2 separate regions of the Mus musculus genome follow, and region 1 is linked to region 2. A link is a contact called in public promoter capture Hi-C data. All regions are on one chromosome and are shown on one strand. The core of a region is the stretch at or near the end of the contact, and the rest is flanking DNA. Distances in the headings are between cores, read along the strand shown.

Region 1 (6,996 bases), core at 4,037-6,536, 110 kb after region 2:
AACAGCCACTCATTGAGTAAGTTCCAGAGAGGCCAGTGCCCTCTTCTGGCTTATGCTGGCACCAGCTACATATGCAGTGCACATAAATATATGAAACACACACATATAAACATACATACATAACACCCACATACATTCATATACATACATACATACACACATGAACATACATACATACATACATGCACATAGTATCCACTCTTAGACATGGAAATGAAAGAAGGACAAAGACAGGACTAATGGGAAAGTTGAAATAAGGTAGTGGGGGTGTGTATAAAATAGCATATGTTTCCTCTTTAATATAGATTAAATATATATATGTACATACTTATATAGATATACAAACAATGTGATGGAGTTTAGAATCACTATGGAAACACGCACATATCTATGAAGTGAGAGCAGAATTAGACTCTTGGGGAGTCAAGGAGCTAGCAGGGTGGGGGCAAGGGAGGTCATGGAAGGGAATAAGTACAAGTTACAGTGATTCATGGCTCTGAAAATGTCATAAATCAGTTATTGTTTGGCATGCTAAAAGTTATTTTCCTACCACTTTAAAATGAGTTGTTTGCACATAAGTCAGGATTTGCCTCCTGAGTAGGCACGGCAGTACCTCCTTGGCATTCGAGGAGAGCACAGTAACGACTAAAATGTGCCACGTCTAGGCTTTTAAGCATCTAAATGACTTGGAGTTAGTCTTCAAAGGGGGGAAATAGCAGCCTTATAAAACAGGATTACAAAGGGAAACCTTAGCGTCTTAGACTCTTTAAGCCTGGCAACCTGGGAAGCTGAAGGAAAAGCGGCTGTTGCTCTGAGGGGAGTAATGAGCCTTCCCGTTTCCTAAGCAACCCCAGGAGCTGATTATCTGCAACTGCTGCGGGAAGCAGCAGAAGAGCTGAGAGGTAAAAAAGATACATTGTCTTTTAACAAGAACTCCGATAGAGCCCAGTGGAGTGGCGTTACCAAGAATAGCATCCATTCGCAACACTGTCCTTGAGCCTAGATTTCCACGCATTCCCTTGTATCAGTGTGATGGGGGATCTCGATTGCCTAGGGTCTCCATGGAAAGATGCTTCTTGGCGTGTCTGTGAGGAAGCTTCTAGATCGAGCAGGTAGGACTCACCTTAAATGTGATGCCATTCCCGGGGAGGAACTGAACCAAGTCAAGAGGAGCGAGCCGAGCCGGTAAGCAGCGCCCTCCATCTGCATCAGCGCTCCTGCCGTCTGGTTTCTGCCCTGTTTCAGTTCCTGCCCTGACTTCCTCTGATAGCGAACAGCAATGTGTAAGACAAATATACCTTCTTCCCCAACTTGCTTTGGCCATGGTGTCTCATCACAGTGGCAGTACCCCTAACTGAGGCTCCAAGCTACGTCATAAGGTGATGCCATGTACTTGTTAGTTTTCTGAGGAACCTTCGCACTGACTTCCACAGAGGCTGTACAAGATTATATTCCCATCAAGAGAAAATAACATTTCCTCTTTTCCCACAAAGATGGAATCTCAGAGTGATTTTAATTCATATTTCTCTGATGGCTAAAAATGTTGACCACATTTAAGTATTTAATAGCTAATTGTATCTCTTCTTTCTTATCTTTTCAGGTCATTAGCCCATTTATCAATTGAGAGATTGTTAGTGTTTATTTTGTGCTATTCTTTTTTTTTTAAAGATTTTTTTAAAATTTATTTTATGTATGTGAGTACATTGTCGCTGTCTCTAGACACACCAAAAGAGGGCATCGGATCCCATTACAGATGGTTGTAAGCCACCATGTGGTTGCTGGGATTTGAACTCAAGACCTTTGGAAGAGCAGTCAGTGCTCTTAACCACTGAGCCATCTCTCCAGCCCTGTGCTATTCTTTATATATCCTATATAGTAGTCCCTTACTTGATGCTGATAGATATTTTCCCACTCTGTAAACTGTTTGCTTTGTTGACAACTTCTTTGCTTTTTCAGTTTCACATAATCCCATTTGTTAACTCTTGGGGTTGTTTCCTGTGCTGTGGAAGAGCCTTTCAGAAAATCTTTACCTGCCCCTGTGTCTTAAAGTGTTACAATATTTCCCTGCAGCACTTTCAGATCTTAGAACCACTTTGAATAGATTTTTTTTTTTTTTTTTTTTTTTTTTGTTCAGGGAGGGAGATCCGGGTCTGGTTTCATTCTTCTCCAAATGCAGATGGCAACAGTGCTGAAGCCAATCCACAGATGCTGCTCAACCCCCATCAAACCCCAATGAAGTCTTCGCAGAACTGGGAAAGTGACCTGAAAACAAAACAGATCCCAAATAGTCCTTAGCAGAAAGAGCCATGCTGGAACTATCATAATACTCAATCTGCAAGTGTATTACAGAGACATAGTAACCAAGCCAACGTGTCACTGACGCAAACAAACAAACAAACAAACGAACATGCAGACCCATAAATAGATCAGAGGACCCAGAAATAAACTCACACAGGTATGGCCACCTAACTTTGGACAAAGGTGTTAAAAGCATGCGTTGGGGGTAAAAAACAGTCTCTAACAAGTTGTACTATCTGTGAGTATTTCTCAGATACAACAGCTCCATGGCAGTGCGTGAACAGGAGTCGACTTTGCAGCCAAGGAGCTAGGGAACAAGAAGCTATCTGAGCTTCTGGGCACTGTACTAGCTCATAGGGGAGTGCTAGGGAAGTTACTTCTAACTCCATTCGCACAAATCCTATTCTATACCAGCCCCTTTATTAGCTGGGAGCTGGTATGGAAGACACTGCTGGTCCTGTTGTTGGACACCAGCCCAAATCAGAAGAAAGCTATAGGAAGGAGAGCTGCTCTGAGGCAGGTCTGGGGCTGCGTGTTTGCACCTGCGCAGCAGGTGGGGTACCCAGTTTCTGAAATCAGCTTCAGCTTGGATCTCAAGAGCCTGGGTGTCTGAACAAGAAGAAGCCCATTTTTTGGGAAGCCTGAACCTTGGTCTCGAGAGCCAGGGTACAGAAAGCATTTCGAGATCCCAACAGCAAGACGTTGGGAAAAAGACCAGAAGGGGGCGAGGTGGACACAGAGGGCGGAGGAGCCGGTTTAGCTGTCACATTCTACCCATGTTTTGGAGTCCACGTGGTTTACAGTCATTGGTCATAGAGGAGCCGCGGGCGGAGCCATGAAGTGGCCGGCTCAGCTTGAAGGGTGTGGTGATGCAGAATGGGCGAGGCCTCGATGCAAATCAGCTTTCTTGCTGCCTTGCAAGGGTAAGGACCTCTTTTGACCCCTGAGTCACAAAACCCGACCTGGAGGACATTAGGTAGCTTGCGTCCACTTGTGAGCTGCTCAGGAGCAAAGCTGTGGAGTGGTGACTTTGGAGCGGTTGGGAAGAACAAACCTGGGCTTCAGATCAGCCCACTGTAGGGGGGAAAAGCCCAATCCTTTGACTGGCTAAGAGGATGGGCAGGAAGAGGGACAGCCACATCCATAGGATGACTCGGAATGGTCCTTCCTGATGCTTTTCTCGCCTCAGTGGGTTTATCCTGTCATCCCTTGGGGCCCCTTCTGGGACGTTTCCAGCTGTGGGTTTGCTTCCGCAGCTGTTTTCAATTTCTAAGATCTTTGGGGAATGCATTTCCTCTGTCACTTCTGATGGGATATTCTTGCTGACGCCTGTTCTTTAATTATACAGAGTTTGATGGCTGTTATTATACATTCAGCACTGTGCTTTGTGTAGAGAACAGGCTGCAGCCAGGAGGAAGAGACATGGAACTGGCTTTACCAGTCAGTCAGTTTACTTCAGTTTTCACTCTAAGAATAGCACACATTAATCTCTAGCCTACACAATATGTTGCTCGTACAAACGAACTTTCTTCAAACTGACAGCTCTCATTTCTCACCCCTCTTTAGAACCATTAATCATTTAAAACTTTATCCCGAATTGATCTGATTATCTTCCCTCTCTTGTCTAGTAAAGAAGAGTTGAGTTTTATAGCTCTGTAAATAGACAGAAGGAAAACAATAGGCTCACTCTAATTCCTTTTATCTTGAGAACTTGCCAAAGAGAGGAGAAAATAAATACCAACAGTCTTATCACCTATCACAAATGACAAGTCACACTTAAGTCAAGATGTAATTCAGGACATAAATCACCAGCCACCTCAGGTAGGTCGGTCACCCACCTCATGACAGCTGTACGCCAGGTAAATAAAAGTTGTTATCAAGCCCTGCTGGCTTGTTAATCACAACGGAACCTCCTTCCAAAACTACAGCTAAATTGCCAGTTCCGTGTTAATTCCATGGCATTGACGCTAACACAGTGAGATGATTCCTACGCCAGAAACCCACAGCACTCAACTGGCAACAATACCCTTGATTGTATCAAGAACAAGTAAGTTGTCATTGCAATTTTCTTAATTATACAATTGCTTAACTATTGTAGTGACATAGAAAGAACCATGCACTTATATTGTCTGTCAAACAGGCACCAACTAAAGGATTTTTTTTCCTCTTTAGATGGCAGTCCCTGTGATGGCAAAGCCACACATATTTAGGAACTTGGCAGACTATTTGCCAGTTGGATGGTATGCCATAAGCTTTTCTTAAAATTTCCTTTATTATGTATTATTATGGGGGGCCTGTATATGCACATATGTGGGTGGGTGTCCCCCCAGTCTTTTTTTTTTAATTTTTATGAATGATCTCCTACTGGCATGGAATTTGCCAAGCAGGGTAGTCTGGCTGGATGAGGATCTCCAGGGCACACCTGTGTCTACCTCCCTGCTATTACTGGGATCACAAGCAGGTGCCTCCAGACCTAAGCCTTTTACACTGGTTCCGGGAATTGAACTCAGGTCCGCATGTTCATATAGTAAGCACTTTACTGACTTAGATATGGGCTTGACAAATGATCAAGTAGACAGTTAATTCACAAGGTTAGAGTTCACAGGAGCATTGTGGGAACGTTCCACTTGAAGGAAAAGCATCTGACCCTAGATGTGAACAGCTTATCAGAGGTTGGGGCCAGGCTAGCACAAAGGTGGAGCGAGAACCAAGTTCTAGAAGCTTCCTGTATGCAACGTCAGATCTCCTGGATTCAAATCTTGCTTCTTTGCTATTTCTTGGCTTGTAACCCTGTTTTATAAATTATGAACTGGTTCAAAGTGGTAGCTGCCTGGAGGGTGATATTAGTGTTCTATGCATTAGTGATCTGGTCAGGAATTCATCCCAGTTCTTGGGACATGCACACACCACATGCAAACACCTGGCAGGCCAGAAATGTTTCAGCATTGAAGTAGCTTATCAGTGCACTTTGTACCCATGGCTGGTGGCCTTTGTGTCAAAAGATCGTTAAAGGAGATTTTTCCTATGGGACGCCGAGCTAAACTGTGTACACCATGGGAGTGCAGCACCTGGGGGTTTTGTGACAGCTGTGTGTCAAGATTAAAAGGTGCCATGGCAGGCTTCAAGGTAGTTCCTCACCTCCAATAAATGATCTATCATGAACTCTGTTAGTTAAGGTCTGATCTCTCAGAGAGCATATCGAACAGGCTGGTAATCTGTTCAAATTACTTTTGTTTGTTTGAAATTTTATTTCTGTGTGCGTTCCCATGTGAGTACATGGTGCAGTAGAGCCACAGGTGTGTGTACATGTGCGGGTCAGAGGTCAACCCAAGGTGTCAGTCTTCACCTTTTACCTCACTTGAGATGGGGTCAAGGGGTCTCTTCTTTCCTGCTCAGTGATGCACAATCCAGTCTGCTGGTCTATGAGCTTCTGGGAGTTTTACTGTCTCACCTCCTGTGAATTGAATGGTCCATGGGATTATAGATGCAAACTACTTTGCTTGGATTTACATGGGCCCTTGGATTTACATGAGTCCTCTGAACTCGTGTCTTTATGCTTACAGGGCAAGCACTTTACCTGCTGAGCCATCGTCCTGGCTCGAATCCATTGTATTGACTCAGGACAATGAGGCCAGTGTCTCCTTAGGAGCCTTATAACCTTCTACCAGCCCTGGGCTCCCCTGGAGTCTGATGCCAGCCTAAGCAAGATACAGAGATCAATTCTGATGACTGTGGCAGATTCCTGGAAATGGGGACTGAGATGTTGTCTTGGGGACACACTGTCATAGGGACTGGAAGAACTCATCAAGGGATGGAATAGCAAGGCAGATCTGCGGATATCGTAGAGGAAGGAACAGTCATCAACCAAGCAGTGGTCCTTGTGGGAAGTCAGACCTGTGCATGGCCATATGGACACGGTGGTTCTGGTGATGGTCATGATTGCAGGGCTGCAATGACTCCTGTGACTCTGGCAGCTGGCTTTCCTAGTGCCTATGCTCACAGCTGGGTTAACAAAAGAATCGCTGTTTGGTTTTCTAGTTCCAACTGCTGCCTACCCTTTCAGTGTTGACAGACTGTCACTCCAAAGGCAGTTTGTACCTGTTAGAATTTGGGGTGCTTATATGCACAGTGGGGAGTGGCCTAAGATCAGGGACATGGGTCTCTGAACCCAGTCTTCCTTGCTCTTCAGAGGCTAGGAAACTCAGTCTTGTCTACATCCTGGAGCCCCCTGTGGAGTTCTATGAACATGGTGGTTTGAATGAGAATGGTCTCCACAGGCTCATATGTATCAACATTTGGTTGCCAGTTTAGGGAAATGTTTGGGAAGGATTAAGAGGTGTGGCCATGTTGGAAGAGGTGCATCTCTAGGAGTGGGATACACTCTCTCTGCCACTTGCTTGTGTCTCATGATGTAAGCTCTCAGTTACCGATCCAGCACCATGTTTGCCTGCTTGCCTGCTGCTATGCTATATACCCTGACAGTCATGGACTCTCCCTCTGATATTGAAAGCCCCCAACAAAGTCTTTTTTCCTTGGTTGCCTTGGTCATGGTGTCTTATCATACTTATCATAGCAGATACTGGTTTTGGATGTTAGAAATTTGTATGTTTCTGTTATTCACAGCCTCTTATTCTCTCTCTCTCTCTCTCTCTCTCTCTCTCTCTCTCTCTCTCTCTCTCTCTGTGTGTGTGTGTGCAT
Region 2 (7,022 bases), core at 4,358-6,857:
ACTGGCAAAGGATGGCGTTTTGATGAAGAGGAACCACAATGGCTACTTAATACTTGATAGGACTCAAGGGCCCTGGTGAGCAAACCTAGAAACACAGACTAAGTGGGACGCGGCTTTGCTGTTCATCCAAGTAGCAGAAATGGGAAAACTGTTGATGCCAACAGGTGCAAGGATAGGAGACGTGCAGTGGCGGGTGGTGTGTGTGCTCGCAGGTCAGAGGTGAGGAAAGCTTGCCCAGGTGCCTAAGAGACTTATCAAGATGTTCCCAAGCTTTGTAAGTGCAGGAGAACGTCCCGAACCTCAACCTGACAAATGCTTCTAAATACCAAACTTGTAAAGCCATTTCGAACCACTCGCTTGACAGCGTAAGTGGAAAATTGCACACCTGACCTCGTGTCAGGTCACGGTCAAAAAACAGAAGCACGTGAGAAACATGTCGTGAAATTACCTTCAGGCTTATAAGGTACTATCATGTTTATACACGTGTCCCATCCTAACTATCATTATTTGCAAATTTTTCAAAATAAAAATATCCAGATTGAAATAGGTCTCATCTCAAGCATTTTAGGGTAAGGAGTGGTATTCAATCTATGTGTAGAGAAAAACGGACATAAATTATCTAGCAATAAAGGAAAGTGATTAAATATATTTACAGAGGAACAATATGTATTACTGGACTGAAAGAACTAGAACAAGATAGGTTTCCATATCCTGGCCTCAAAAATCTGATGTAAGGGCCGGGCAGTGGTGGCGAATGCCCTTAATCCTAGCACTTGGGAGGCAGAGGCAGGCAGATTTCTGAGTTCGAGGCCAGCCTGGTCTACAAAGTGAGTTCCAGGACAGCCAGAGCTACACGGAGAAACCCTGCCTTGGGGGAATGGGGGTGTGAGGAGGGTATCTGATGTATGTGCTATTTAGAAACTTAATGGCAGGTTCAGGCTTTCTTTGGTGGTTTGAAATACAGGAAGAAGCAGGAAGCAATTACATGATAGGCCATATCTGTTTTCATAATGCTTGATTTAATACCCTGTATGAGCTCACAGGGGCAGGCTTTTTATAAAAGAAACATCGATGTTTTTCTGAATCTTGCCATGCTGAACACATACTATAAATCCAATGAACTGGTTGCAGCCAGTGAGGGAGATCTGCATCTAATGAAATTGCGATGGTACAAGAGCTTCAGATTTGTGATAGCAGTCTGTTTCAGACGACCTCATACCGTTCTCATGGAGCTTCTTTAATTCCTAGGTTGTAGGAAGTGGTGGTCCTAAGAGCCTGCACGGACTTGAACAGGGGTATGTTTGTGCTTTTTTAAATTTCTCGGGAATAAGTTCAACTTGCAAAGGAAGAGTGACTGTAACAATGGCACACAGTCTGGCCATGTTCACTGCTGCTCTGCACCCGGGCTTTGTCATTCTTGCTGCAGACATTTTTGTCTCTCAAGTCTGTCAAGTTCGTTCCTTTGCCCTGAATATTTTGCTCCAAGGCAGAGGGAAGACTGCGGACTGGTTTTCCAGGCAGGATAACCAGTGCTGACCCGTCCTCTCCTTTCCCTCCTGTAACTTCTGAGGTAAGTCTGAAGTAATTTACTGACTTGCCTTTTGTGGATCTGTTTCTTTTAGTCTGTTAGAAACGGTTCTCAGCTATATTAACACGGTAGCACAGTCCATGGAAAAGAATGCAGACAAACTGACTGGGAAGTTTTGGCGAGCGCTGCTCAGCAAAGCTTACGACATGCTGGATAAGGTAGGTTTTCTGGGCTTTCGTTTCTCCCCTTAACTACCCTGTTTGTTACTACTTTTTATGCCATTGTAAAATTATTTAACTCAAGCTTGCACTTTAACAATACACTAAGTAATAACTTTTCTTGATGTAAGAAAGCTCACGTTTTCCTTGTTCAAGTCTCTTAATGTCTAAAAACAAACTTGTTTCCCTACCAATGATGAGAAAGTGTGCCTCAATAAATGTGATGAATTTAATAATTGATCGTGTAGATATAGTGTTCTGCATCATTGAAGTGGGATAATATAAAAAGGCCAATTAGATGTATTAGATTTACATGCTTGGCCTTGAAATTAGGACATGGCCTAGAGTAGTTAGCTTCCTTTTAGTGTTGCTGTTTTGGTTTTATTTGTGGTTAGTAATAACTGCCTGAGAGCTATTGTATGTGAGAGCACATGTATGGAAATGTCTGCCACCTCAGGGTTTATAATAAGTAAGAGTCTGAGCTGGCCATGGTGACTTGTGGGACATGCCTGTAGTCCCAGCTCTCAAATCGGAATTCAAGGCTAGCCTGGGCTACATGGATATGCTGTCTGTTAAAATCATAAAGTCTGTCTTACAGAGTTGAGTTCTCCTTTTTGTTTGGTGTTCAATGTTCCCTTCTCTGTAGGTCAATGCCTTGCTGCCCACAGAAACATTCATCTCTGTGATTAGAGGGCTGGTGGGCAACCCCCTGCCGTCTGTGCGTCGGAAGGCGCTGGATCTTTTGAATAACAAGCTCCAGCAGCACACATTCTGGAGGAAGAAAATGGTAAGTGAGGGCCCTATTGCAAGCCTGCAGGGCTTCCTCTGCTGCTTAGCTCGCCCACGGTTCTCTGGCACACCATGGGAAATGGAAGGCTCTTATGATCTGGATTGGCATACTGTGTGTGATGTGTGAGAGAGCAAGACACCCGCTGTGGCTCCTCATGCTAGAGATGTGCTAAGGAAGATCTGAGGATGGAATTCCTAATGCACTTCTGCTTGCTGTGACCCAGGCAGCCCTGGCTGAAGCATATTTGCCTCTTCTCGCCGGGACACTGTATGGATCAGCAGTTGGTCAGACAGTTTGTGCATATGCTTAGCAGTAAGAGAGGCGGATGGCAGTGGCACTGAGGAGACCGAGAGGCTCTCGAGTTCACGCCCCGTCTAGGCTGTCTAGTGAGTTCAGGGTCAGTCTTAACAGTAAAAAGAAGTCTGAAGCTGGAGCTCTGTGGCTGGATTACTGTGTAGCATGACCAAGACCCTAGCTGACTGCTCTACACTGGGGGTGGGGGAAGAACAGTTGCTTGAATGTGGTTGTGTGACTTGGGACTCAGACCCAAGCAGGGGAGATGGGAAAGAAGACTGGCCCTTCTTGTAGCTCTGATTACAGGTTGTTTTGGCTTCCATTTCTTCAGGTCCACCGCTTTCTCAAACTGGTTCCAGTCCTTCTGGCCATTGTGCAACATAAGAAAAGGGAGGCAGAGGATGAACAGGCAATTAACAGACAGACAGCGCTGTACACCCTGAAACTCCTGTGCAAGAACTTCGGGGCACAGAACCGAGAGCCTTTCATACCAGTTCTCAGCACTGCAGTAAAGCTGATAGAACCAGAGAAAAAGGAGGAGAAGAATGTCCTGGGAAGCGCCCTGCTGTGCATAGCAGAGGTGACGTCCACTCTGGAAGCGCTGGCCATCCCCCAGCTGCCCAGGTACCTAGGAACAGGAGCCACTACAACGGAAATGGGGAAGGAATGCGTTCAGGGCTTCGGCTTCTTGAATAGAAAGTAAAGGAAAATAGAGTAGTGAAAGAATTGATCTTTTCTTTGCTCTGGAAAGTGCACCATTTCCTGTGACCTTCAGACATTGCTTGGCGATGTTCTTCCTTTCCAGAGTCGCAGTGCTTAGGGAGCAGCGGAAGCATGGCCAGAGCAGCCGTTTGCTGTGGCAGAGGCAAGCTGGGCGCTCCTGACTCTGCATTTGGCTCTGACCATAGCCTGCTAGCATTGTAACAAGTTACTAATCTTAAAACCCTGCCATCTGTAATACAGGGCCATATCCTCTACACACACAGACACACACACACACACACACACACCGTGTTTCTCTTTATAGGCCTTGTTGTGCTCTGCACATGTTCAGCCATTGAAGACATTCCTTTTCACGGCTACCATGTGTCAGCACTGTTGGCACCAAGGATTTTTTTGGATCTAGTAGTAGAAAATGTACAGGCAGTATTCTGCATACTGTGGGTTACAGTGTTGTGTAGCAAACACAGCTGGCTGAGAGTTTTTCTTCATGTCCCCAGCTCCCTTCTTCAGTGTTTGTGGCTTGAAGCTGCTCTAACACACTTGTTCCTTCTTGCCAGCCTGATGCCTTCGCTGCTGACAGCCATGAAGAGCACCAGTGAGTTGGTCCACAGTGAGGTCTGCCTGCTCAGCGCCCTGGCTGCCCTGCACAAAGTCGTTGAGACTCTGCCACACTTCATCAGCCCCTACCTGGAAGGCCTTCTGACCCAGGTGGGTTTGGTTATTGTGACTTGCTGCTCAGGGTGGCCAGGGGGACAGTTTCACCCCTCAGTCATCTTACTGGCTCGCTCTTCCTATGATTCATTATGTGATTCTTGTTTCCAAACAGAGGTGTGTGTCTGTTGAACATGTACCTCTTTCTCTTTCGTTGTCATCTCTGCTTCATCATGGAACCAACAGGCAAAATAGGGTGTCTTTCTTTCAGCTGTGTGTGATGTACAGCTTTTATTTACCTTAGATCGTTGAGGGTGGCAGGAAGAGTTGCCCGCTGTTATTTAGGAAATTAGTATGGCTGTGGCTTTGATGGGAAAGCGTCTTTAGCTGTAAGGTGTTTCATATAGTGGGCTTCTTCCTTTACAGGTGAGCTGTTGCCTGTCAGCACACTGTGAGCGAGTGGCATTAGCTGAAAATAGCCATGAAAGTCAGTCCTCCTTGACCAGGTTACTAGTGTTCTGGTTTGTGATTCCTTGCCGTGTGAAGCTGAGTCTTGACTGCCATGGTGCCAGTGACTTGACATTCATTGTCTTCAGCAAGGGCTCAAAGCTGCTGTCTCTTGGAAGGGGGCTAAGCTGATGGAGTCTTCCTCAGCTGCTTTTAGTGAGCAAGAACCTGAGTTGTAGGAAAGCCATCGATCGGGCTGAGAGTTCTCTGTACTCCTGCGCTCGACATTCACCTTCTTCATCGGCTTCCAGTCAGGGGAGTCATCCACTCAGTTTCATCTGCAGATAATCAGTTTGCTTTAGAAGAGTTATTTGTTCATCCTGTGAGTGTGCTTGCCAGCACAGTCCAGTGCCCTCAGTCACTGTTTTTCATGTTCCTGCAGGTGATTCACCTAGAGAAAATCACTAGAGAAATGGGTTCTGCCTCACAGGCTAACATTCGCCTGACAGCTCTTAAAAAGACCCTGGCCACTGAGCTCTCACCTCGAGTCCTACTGCCAGCCATTAGCAAGACTTTCAAACAGATCCAGAAGAACTGGAAGGTGAGTGTTAACTGTTGATCTCTGGAGCGGGAAGGTGGTGCTGAATGCTCAGTGTTCGTGTCTGGGAGCATAGCATCGTTCACTTCTGTGAGGATGCACTGAGCTCTAAGACAAGGCAAACATATTCTCTGCTGTATTCACGGTAGAATCACATGGGCCCATTTATGAGCATCTTACAAGAGCACATTGGGGTGATGAAGAAGGAAGAGCTCTTATCTCACCAGTCTCAGCTGACCACATTTTTCCTGGAAGCCCTGGACTTCCGGGCACAGCATTCAGAGGTGAGCTGGTCCCCACTCCCCAGGCCCTGAAGCTGTCATTTCCTATCTGTGCAAGAGCCAGATTAATTTTTAACAGTGTAGCATTTGTCCTTGCCAAAACATTGAGTCCATGCCAATTAGTTCCTTTCTTTTCAGGACGATCTAGAGGAAGTTGGGAAAACGGAAGGTTGGATCATTGACTGTCTAGTGGCCATGGTGGTGAAGCTCTCAGAGGTCACATTCAGGCCTCTCTTCTTCAAGGTGAGCCTTTCTTACCTGCATGTCATGCTCACTGTCACTGGCAGGGTGAGTAGATGATGTCACTGTTCTCTCCTGGTTGTAGCTGTTTGATTGGGCCAAGACAGAAGATGCGCCGAAGGACAGGCTGTTGACATTTTACAATCTGGCTGACTGCATTGCTGAGAAGTTGAAAGGCCTTTTCACTCTGTTTGCTGGCCACTTGGTGAAACCTTTTGCTGATACCTTGAACCAAGTAAACATCTCCAAAACAGGTTGGTAGCTCCTTTGGGCCAAGGCACCCGTGTCCGTGTGTCTGACACAGGCACGTAGACAAGACCTAGAGCTCAGAAAAGACTTACAATCCTTGGTGTAAGGATGGTGAACTTTTACTTTGCCATATTTTCTATTATGTTAGAACAAATAATCGACATAAGAGAAAGGGTAAAGTGGGCATTATTACTCATTATTGGTAGTAGCTGTATAATTTGGGACTGGAGACAGCCCAGTGGTAGAGTGTGTCCCTGATATAGGTAAGGTCATGGGTTCCTCCCCAGGTTTGGATCGGTCTGTCCTTTGCTGATAATTATCTGAACTTGCTCAACTTAAGCACCACAGTCTTAGCTCTAAAGGAGAGCCCCATCTGTGGACACCATTGTTTGGTGTTGTACCATTTACAGCTTCTAGGTCATTCGCACAGTCTCCTAGCTGTAGTTATGGCAGTGTCTCTAAGCACCAGGACTGAGTGTTTTGCATTTGTACTCTTTCCCTGCATACAGACGAAGCCTTCTTTGACTCCGAACGTGACCCTGAAAAGTGCTGCTTGTTGCTGCAGTTTATCTTGAACTGCTTGTATAAGGTCTTCCTTTTTGACACCCAGAATTTCATGAGTAGGGAGAGAGCAGAAGCCCTGATGATGCCCCTGGTGGATCAGGTAACCCACTGCAAGGCCTTCTGTCACTGAGGCCTCCTGGATCCGTCTCTGCAGGGTTTGTATATGTGACATGATAGCTTACAAGGCTTAGTCATACAGTGTTTTCAGGAGACGGATCCTTTAAGGAAAATGTTACTCAAAAATGGATTTTCCATGGGTTTGACTTGTCTTTATTGTGGAGTTCATTGAGTTTTACTTGGGAATTTCAAAAGGAAAGAAATAAGATCTCATTGTCAGTTTATCCATTGAAAAGGTTTGTTAACTATTGTTAAAGGAGCCTCGCTGAGCATGGCTGCTCCCACAGGAAAGTTCCACCACCCCAGGTCTTCCAGAGGGAGA

Evidence for each region. Capture Hi-C pulls out chosen DNA fragments and counts their contacts.
Region 1: a promoter capture Hi-C map of liver shows a contact between it and region 2. The contact joins two enhancer-like sites. A contact is called at or near these places in 1 of 15 datasets of contacts at CTCF or cohesin (large pre-B cells), 2 of 484 Hi-C or Micro-C datasets (both in liver), 2 of 115 datasets of contacts at active chromatin or transcription factors (the 230-238 cell line and embryonic stem cells) and 3 of 9 other capture datasets (adipose tissue, liver and pancreatic islet).

The regions. Positions count from the first base shown.
Region 1 is chr13:12,539,120-12,546,115 of GRCm38.p6, forward strand. No RefSeq gene overlaps it. Among named protein-coding and RNA genes, the nearest start is that of Edaradd, 22 kb to the left of the region's middle. Within about 2 kb of position 5,287, at least 11 of the 459 cell types and tissues checked have an H3K27ac peak or open chromatin away from gene starts, as enhancers often do. A contact at or near this core is called in liver, where this site is marked.
Region 2 is chr13:12,428,519-12,435,540 of GRCm38.p6, forward strand. It overlaps Heatr1 (HEAT repeat containing 1), which reads left to right. Exons shown (of 45, transcript NM_144835.4): 33 at 1,249-1,295; 34 at 1,623-1,746; 35 at 2,393-2,533; 36 at 3,162-3,454; 37 at 4,111-4,261; 38 at 5,094-5,252; 39 at 5,399-5,533; 40 at 5,669-5,773; 41 at 5,856-6,024; 42 at 6,529-6,683. Among named protein-coding and RNA genes, the nearest start is that of Lgals8, 30 kb to the right of the region's middle. Within about 2 kb of position 5,608, at least 3 of the 459 cell types and tissues checked have an H3K27ac peak or open chromatin away from gene starts, as enhancers often do. A contact at or near this core is called in liver, where this site is marked.